Regions from separate parts of the Sus scrofa genome. Here region 2 is linked to region 1. A link is a contact called in public Hi-C data. All regions are on one chromosome and are shown on one strand. The core of a region is the stretch at or near the end of the contact, and the rest is flanking DNA. Distances in the headings are between cores, read along the strand shown. Region 1 holds the start of GOLGA2 (golgin subfamily A member 2). Region 2 holds the start of SLC27A4 (long-chain fatty acid transport protein 4).

Region 1 (2,700 bases), core at 14-2,513:
TCAAATCTATGTTATCCCTGGGTTTATAGTCTCACTGGGTAGCAAAACCCTTCTGTTCATCTTTGTCCTTTCTGGCTCTAAAAGCTTCAAGGGCTGGTGCCTGATACTCGGCTAGTCTTCAGGAAATGGGTGTTGGAGCAACTCTAATACAAGAGACAGAGGCAGACGTGGTTCCCATATTTAGGATAGGGGCTTTTAACCAGTCAACGGACCATGAGTAAATACTAGCTGCCAGGCACAGGCAAAGGCTCCAGAGGTTTAGCAATGGATAAGACATCCAGGCTTGATCCCCTGCCCTCATAGACTGTAGAGCCTCGTCCCAGACATAAAACACCCAACAATTAGGCTCTTCTTCCAGAGAGTCCCATTTACAGCTCTCCTCACAGGTCCCACCTCATCAGAAAAGGCTTCCTGACCACCCCAGCTAAAATGGCCACTCCTCAGTCACTCACGAGCCCCTTGTCCTGATGTTTTCTTTCTTTCTTTCTTTTTTTTGGCTTTTGTTGTTTCAAGGCCGTACCCTCAGCATATGGAGGTTCCCAGCCTCAGGGTCTAATTGGAGCTATAGCTGCCTGCCTACACCACAGCCACAGCCATGCCAGATCTGAGCCACATCTGCGACCTACACCACAGCTCACAGCAACGCTGGATCCTTAACCCACTGAGCGAGGCCAGGGATCGAACCTGCAACCTCATGGTTCCCAGTCGGATTTGTTTCTGCCGCGCCACCACGGGAACTCCCTGTCCTGATGTTTTTAACATCAGTCACCACCCGACATGTTGTACATTTCAGGAATAATATTATGTTCATTGTCAGTCTTATACCCCGGGGCTGTAAACACCATGAGAGCAGGGACTTTGTTTTATTCACTGCTGATTGCCCTGTGTCTATAACAGTCTCTGGCGCATAGCAGGTATTATCTCAAATGAGTCCGTCAAACAGCCAATCAACTAACTGCCATCTGCAAAGTGCTTTGAAGTACAGGGAGCCAAGGGAGTGTCTCACAGAGCCACTGGCCTGAGCCAGAAAGTGGGGCTGAGATTTCTCTGAGGAAGCTCAGCTTTAAAGGATGCGTAGGTATCAGTTTGGCCAAAAGCTGGAAAAACAGTATCCCAGACAGGGGTCAGTGTATCCAAATGCCCAAGACAGGAGAGAGCACATGTGTTTGAGGGAATGAGAGTGGTTTCCAAGGGGGTGGAACGGGTGAGGGAGGGACAGTGGGAGGGAGGGACAGTGGTGTGGAAAGAAGGAAACCAACCAACCACTTGTGGCGCTGGCAGGAAGGAGGAGAGACGGAGCCCACTTGCAGAGCCTGGGGTACCACTGACGAACGCCAGGATGCTCTTTCTTTTTTGAAGCTTGGTGGGCAGGAGGAAAAGAAGGGGAAGGACTGCGAAATGACCTGGACTTTCTCCGCAGAATGAGGTCAGCTGAGGGAAGACCTCGAAGAGGGCAGCGGGTGGGTCAGCCGCTGCTGGGGACGGAGAGGGGGGCTGGGAGCCGAGGGAGCTAACCGGGTGGGAGGGCCGGAGAGGGGGCAGAGGCATACTCACAGGGGATCGGAAGGCCCCGCGGCAGCTTTTGGAAAGTCCTGGTTGAGTCCTGGAGAGGAATCCAAGGGAAAAAGTTGATTGGACCCAGAGTCCGCCTCGGCAGGAAAGCGGTACTCTGGGGGTGTGAGAGGAGGGACAGCCGTGCGGGAGGAGCGACCGCGACTGGATGCTCCCGGGATCAGGGTGGGGTTCCTCGAGGAGGGTATTCGGACAGGGGGTAGAGTGTGGAGGAGCGGATGGAGGCCTCTGGAGCTGATCTCAGGGAAAAGAAAGTTGGGGGCAAAGCTACGGGAGCGAGAGGGACTGGGAAGGGATGTGCTTTCCCCGTGCTGTCCGCTCCTCGCCCACCTCCTCAGCCCTGGGGTTCGGGGCCCCCGACTCGGGGGGGTCTGCAGTGCAGGAGGGTCCAGGGCGAGGGCGAAAAAGAGGCCTCTCAGCCCGCCAGCTATTCCGAATCCTGTGATGGAGACCAGGAGTCGTTATACAGCCAGCTGCGCGCGCACCCTGCGAGAGCAGGCCCCGCCCCTCCCCCCGCCGAGGTGGGCGGGGACCGCGGCTGCGCGCGCAGCCTGTATTATGACTCCACCCGTTCCACCTGGCTCGCGGCGGCCTAGCCACGCCCCCTTTTCCTTTCATCTTTCCAATCGGCCAATGGGATTGGAGAATCTAGGCCACGCCCACGCCGCTGCTGCCTAGAACCGCCCCGGTCCCTCCTTTTCTGGCTCAGTCGCACAGTGGCGCGGTGACTGCCGGAAGCAATTCCGCGGTGGTTGCCGGGATCGTGCTGATGTGGCCCCCCCTTCCCCCGCCCCGTCCCGGGATGTCGGAAGAAACCCGACAGAGCAAATTGGCTGCGGCCAAGAAAAAGGTAAAACACGCGGGGTCGCGGCTCCCTGACTCAGCCCGAGACCCCTTCGATGGCCGGGCCATGGCCAGAGTCTGTGCTGCCTCCAAGGCACACGGGGCGAGCCCCTCGGCGCCCCTTGGCGCCCCCCTCAAAAAGTCTTCTCAGCCAGTCCCGCCCCCTGGCAGCCCAGCCCCCGCCCTCACTCGTCACCCCCGGGTGACTTTGGGCTGGTGACCCCCGGGGCTTCCCGCTTCAGGTTCGGCCCTCGCCTCCCGCCGCCCAGAACCGGACCTCTTGGG
Region 2 (2,700 bases), core at 48-2,547, 53 kb before region 1:
CCTCCCCTCTGTAAAATGGGTGTGAAGAGAATTGCTCTCAGAAGCCCTTCCAGTCAAAACAGAACAGTCCACTCTCCTGACGTACAGGGTCCTAACCAAAATGGCTTAGAGTGGGAACTGACTTTAGCGCTTCTGTCTCAACTCTCCACCCAGAGACTTAGGGAGTTTGTGTGGATGATCAGGCCAAGCCACAACACCCAATCTGGAGAAGGAGCCCTGCTCAGTCCCTGCCCAAAGGCCCAGGCAGCGCCATGCCTCTGCTGGCCCACAGAGGGCGATGGAGAAAACAGGTTAGAGCCTGGAGGTGCTACCGCCCAGAGGGGAAAAGTGATACAGGGAGAGGAAGAGGGCCTTGAAGGCACCCCCACAAATACACTCAGCAAGCCACTCAGATCAATCTTTGGGAATGGGGCCTTAAGGGGAGAGGAACAGCTGGCGGGGCTAGGATTACGGCTCCTGGCGTTTTAAACACTTGCTTGAGGTGCAACCGATGCGACTGTTTTCCTTCAGGTTCTCCTATTCTTGGGGAGGGGCTGAAGGTCACGGCTATGATGTAGCCTGAGAGTCTCCAGGTCAAGATGAGGACATGAGCTCACCTGAGACCACCTCCCCCTCCTCAAAGCGAGAAGCAAAAGCCCGGCGGGGGACCGAACCAACGCCCCCAAACTCAAATGCCAAGGGTCTCCAAGGTCCTCAGTTCTCTGGGCTCCCAGAGCCCACCAGGGCAGAAGGCAAGAACTCGTCCCGGAAGGCTGGGCGATGGGACCAAGGGGAGGAAAGGGGATGCCCAGATCCCTCGGGCCTCGATCCTGGGTCACTGTGGACCGCCCTGGCCTCTAAAAAGCCAGGGGAGTAGCAGAATGCCCAGCTGGAGACAGAGCACCAGGGCGCGTCCCCGACCCAGGCGGGTACCGCCACCTCTCCAGGACTCGGCCGGGCACATTCCCCAGCCCGAGGACCCACTCACTGCCCTGACCTGTACTCACCTGATGTCGGCTCCGCCAGTCCAGATGCAGCTCTGCTGTGGTAGCAGAGTGGGGAGCGCGGGGGGCATCAGCTGCGCCCGGGCGCGCAGAGCCGGGTCTCAGCAGAGCTTCGCCAGCTCTGCGCCCAGCAGGGCCCGGCCACCCGGCCGGCCCCGCCCGCCTGCGGCGCTCCTCCCCCGCCTGCCTCCCGCAATCCAAACCAGCTGCGCCGGCCGGCAACACCGCCTCCCGCGCCTCGCCCACCGCGAGCAAGCCGCAGAGCTGGCGGCGCCGCCCGACCCGCCGCCCCTGCGCGAGCGACGGCCTCCGGCGGTGTCCCGCGCGGCACGCTGGGAGTTGTAGTCCGCGCCGCGCAGCCCCGCCCCGCCCGGCCGCAGAGACCCCTGGGGCGGGAAGGTGACAGGCGCACTCTGCCCGAGCCCTGACCCCTCTGTCCCCGGCGTCCCTTCGTGGGAGGAGAGCACCCCCACCGCACTGTTGGCGGAGAATCCGGAGTCCACACTCCGGAGACAGGAACAGAATTTGGCCAAGGCCCAGCGCCACACCTAGAAGAGCGGGAAAAGGGCGGTTTACAACAGAGGTGAGCTGGAGGGCAGACAGCAGTAACTGGCTCTGTGGCGCAATGGATAGCGCATTGGACTTCTAGCCAACCCAAGCGTGGTGATTCAAAGGTTGTGGGTTCGAGTCCCACCAGAGTCGAGGTTTTGACAGCTCCTTTCAAAGGACATTTCCTCTTTGAAATTTTGTGGCCTCCCAGGCCCTAAGGTTCAGGAGACCCACACAATCGTTCCTGCAGACCTGAGGCTGACACTTCTGCTTCTGGGACAGCAATAAAGTTGGGCGTTGGGATTCCTGCACAGGAAGCCTTTCCTTTCGTTGATATCCTGAAAGCAATGTGGCACACCTGCTGGTACAAAGGGCACGGCGCCTTGAGACTAGTACATATCTTTGGCCTCTGGTCGGTCCGGACCCTGCAGCAAATCAGTCTCTAAGCAGCCTCTGACCACAGTTTCCATACCACCTGCCCAGCCCCAGGCCATCTGCCAGCTTCCCAGCTCTATGTCACTCTGGGCTTCTGAAAACTTGGTGCCTTGATAATCAAACGTGTTGAGCATCCACAGTTGCTACCTGTCCTTAAATAGAGCCCTTACTCCCATAATCCAGTAGGAGTCCTTAAAAGCAAGGAAGGACAGTTTTCAGGGTATATTTATAGGCGTTGAAAGCGAAAATTTGGTCTGACAAGTATTTGAACCCATTTCGTCCAGAGTACAGGCTGCCTCCTTTTGGGGGAACTCACTAAATTAAAGCACCACCTCCCTCCCCCGTTGCATCCAGGAGGTATGAGGTGCAGTGGTTCTGGGTGTGGACATTGGCATCCAAGGGGCTTGGGTCAACTCTGCAGTGGAAAATTCAGAGTCTGGGGTTCCCACTGTTACTCAGCAGAAACGAACCTGACTAGTATCCATGAGGACATGGGTTGGATCCCTGGCCTTGCTAAGTGGCTTAAGGATCTGACGTTGCCGAGAACCGTGGTATAGGTCACAGACACGGCTCGGATTCTGCGTTGCTGCGGCTGTGGTGTAGGCTGGTAGCTACAGCTCCGAATCAGCTCCTAAACTGGGAACATCCATATGGTGCAGATGCAGCCCTAAAATCACCAAAAAAAAAAAAAAGAAAAGAAAAGAAAAAAGAAAATTGTCTCCATTTCTTATAC

The links. Hi-C and Micro-C count contacts between places; a contact is called where the count stands out from the background.
Region 2: a contact with region 1 is called in a Hi-C map of skeletal muscle, with 1.9 times the contacts expected there. The contact joins the promoter of SLC27A4 here to the promoter of GOLGA2 in region 1. A contact is called at or near these places in 2 of 5 promoter capture datasets (both in liver), 18 of 47 Hi-C or Micro-C datasets (alveolar macrophages, blood, embryonic fibroblasts and 10 more) and 2 of 2 datasets of contacts at active chromatin or transcription factors (alveolar macrophages and skeletal muscle).

The regions. Positions count from the first base shown.
Region 1 is chr1:268,719,737-268,722,436 of Sscrofa11.1, reverse strand. It overlaps GOLGA2 (golgin subfamily A member 2), which reads left to right and starts at 1,263. Exons shown (of 26, transcript XM_021069501.1): 1 at 1,263-1,426. It overlaps SWI5 (a long non-coding RNA gene), which reads right to left and starts at 2,205. Exons shown (of 5, transcript XR_001306646.2): 1 at 1,903-2,205; 2 at 1,555-1,603.
Region 2 is chr1:268,772,389-268,775,088 of Sscrofa11.1, reverse strand. It overlaps SLC27A4 (long-chain fatty acid transport protein 4), which reads right to left and starts at 1,297. Exons shown (of 12, transcript XM_021069619.1): 1 at 987-1,297. It overlaps TRNAR-UCU (a tRNA gene), which reads left to right and starts at 1,595; the gene lies at 1,595-1,685.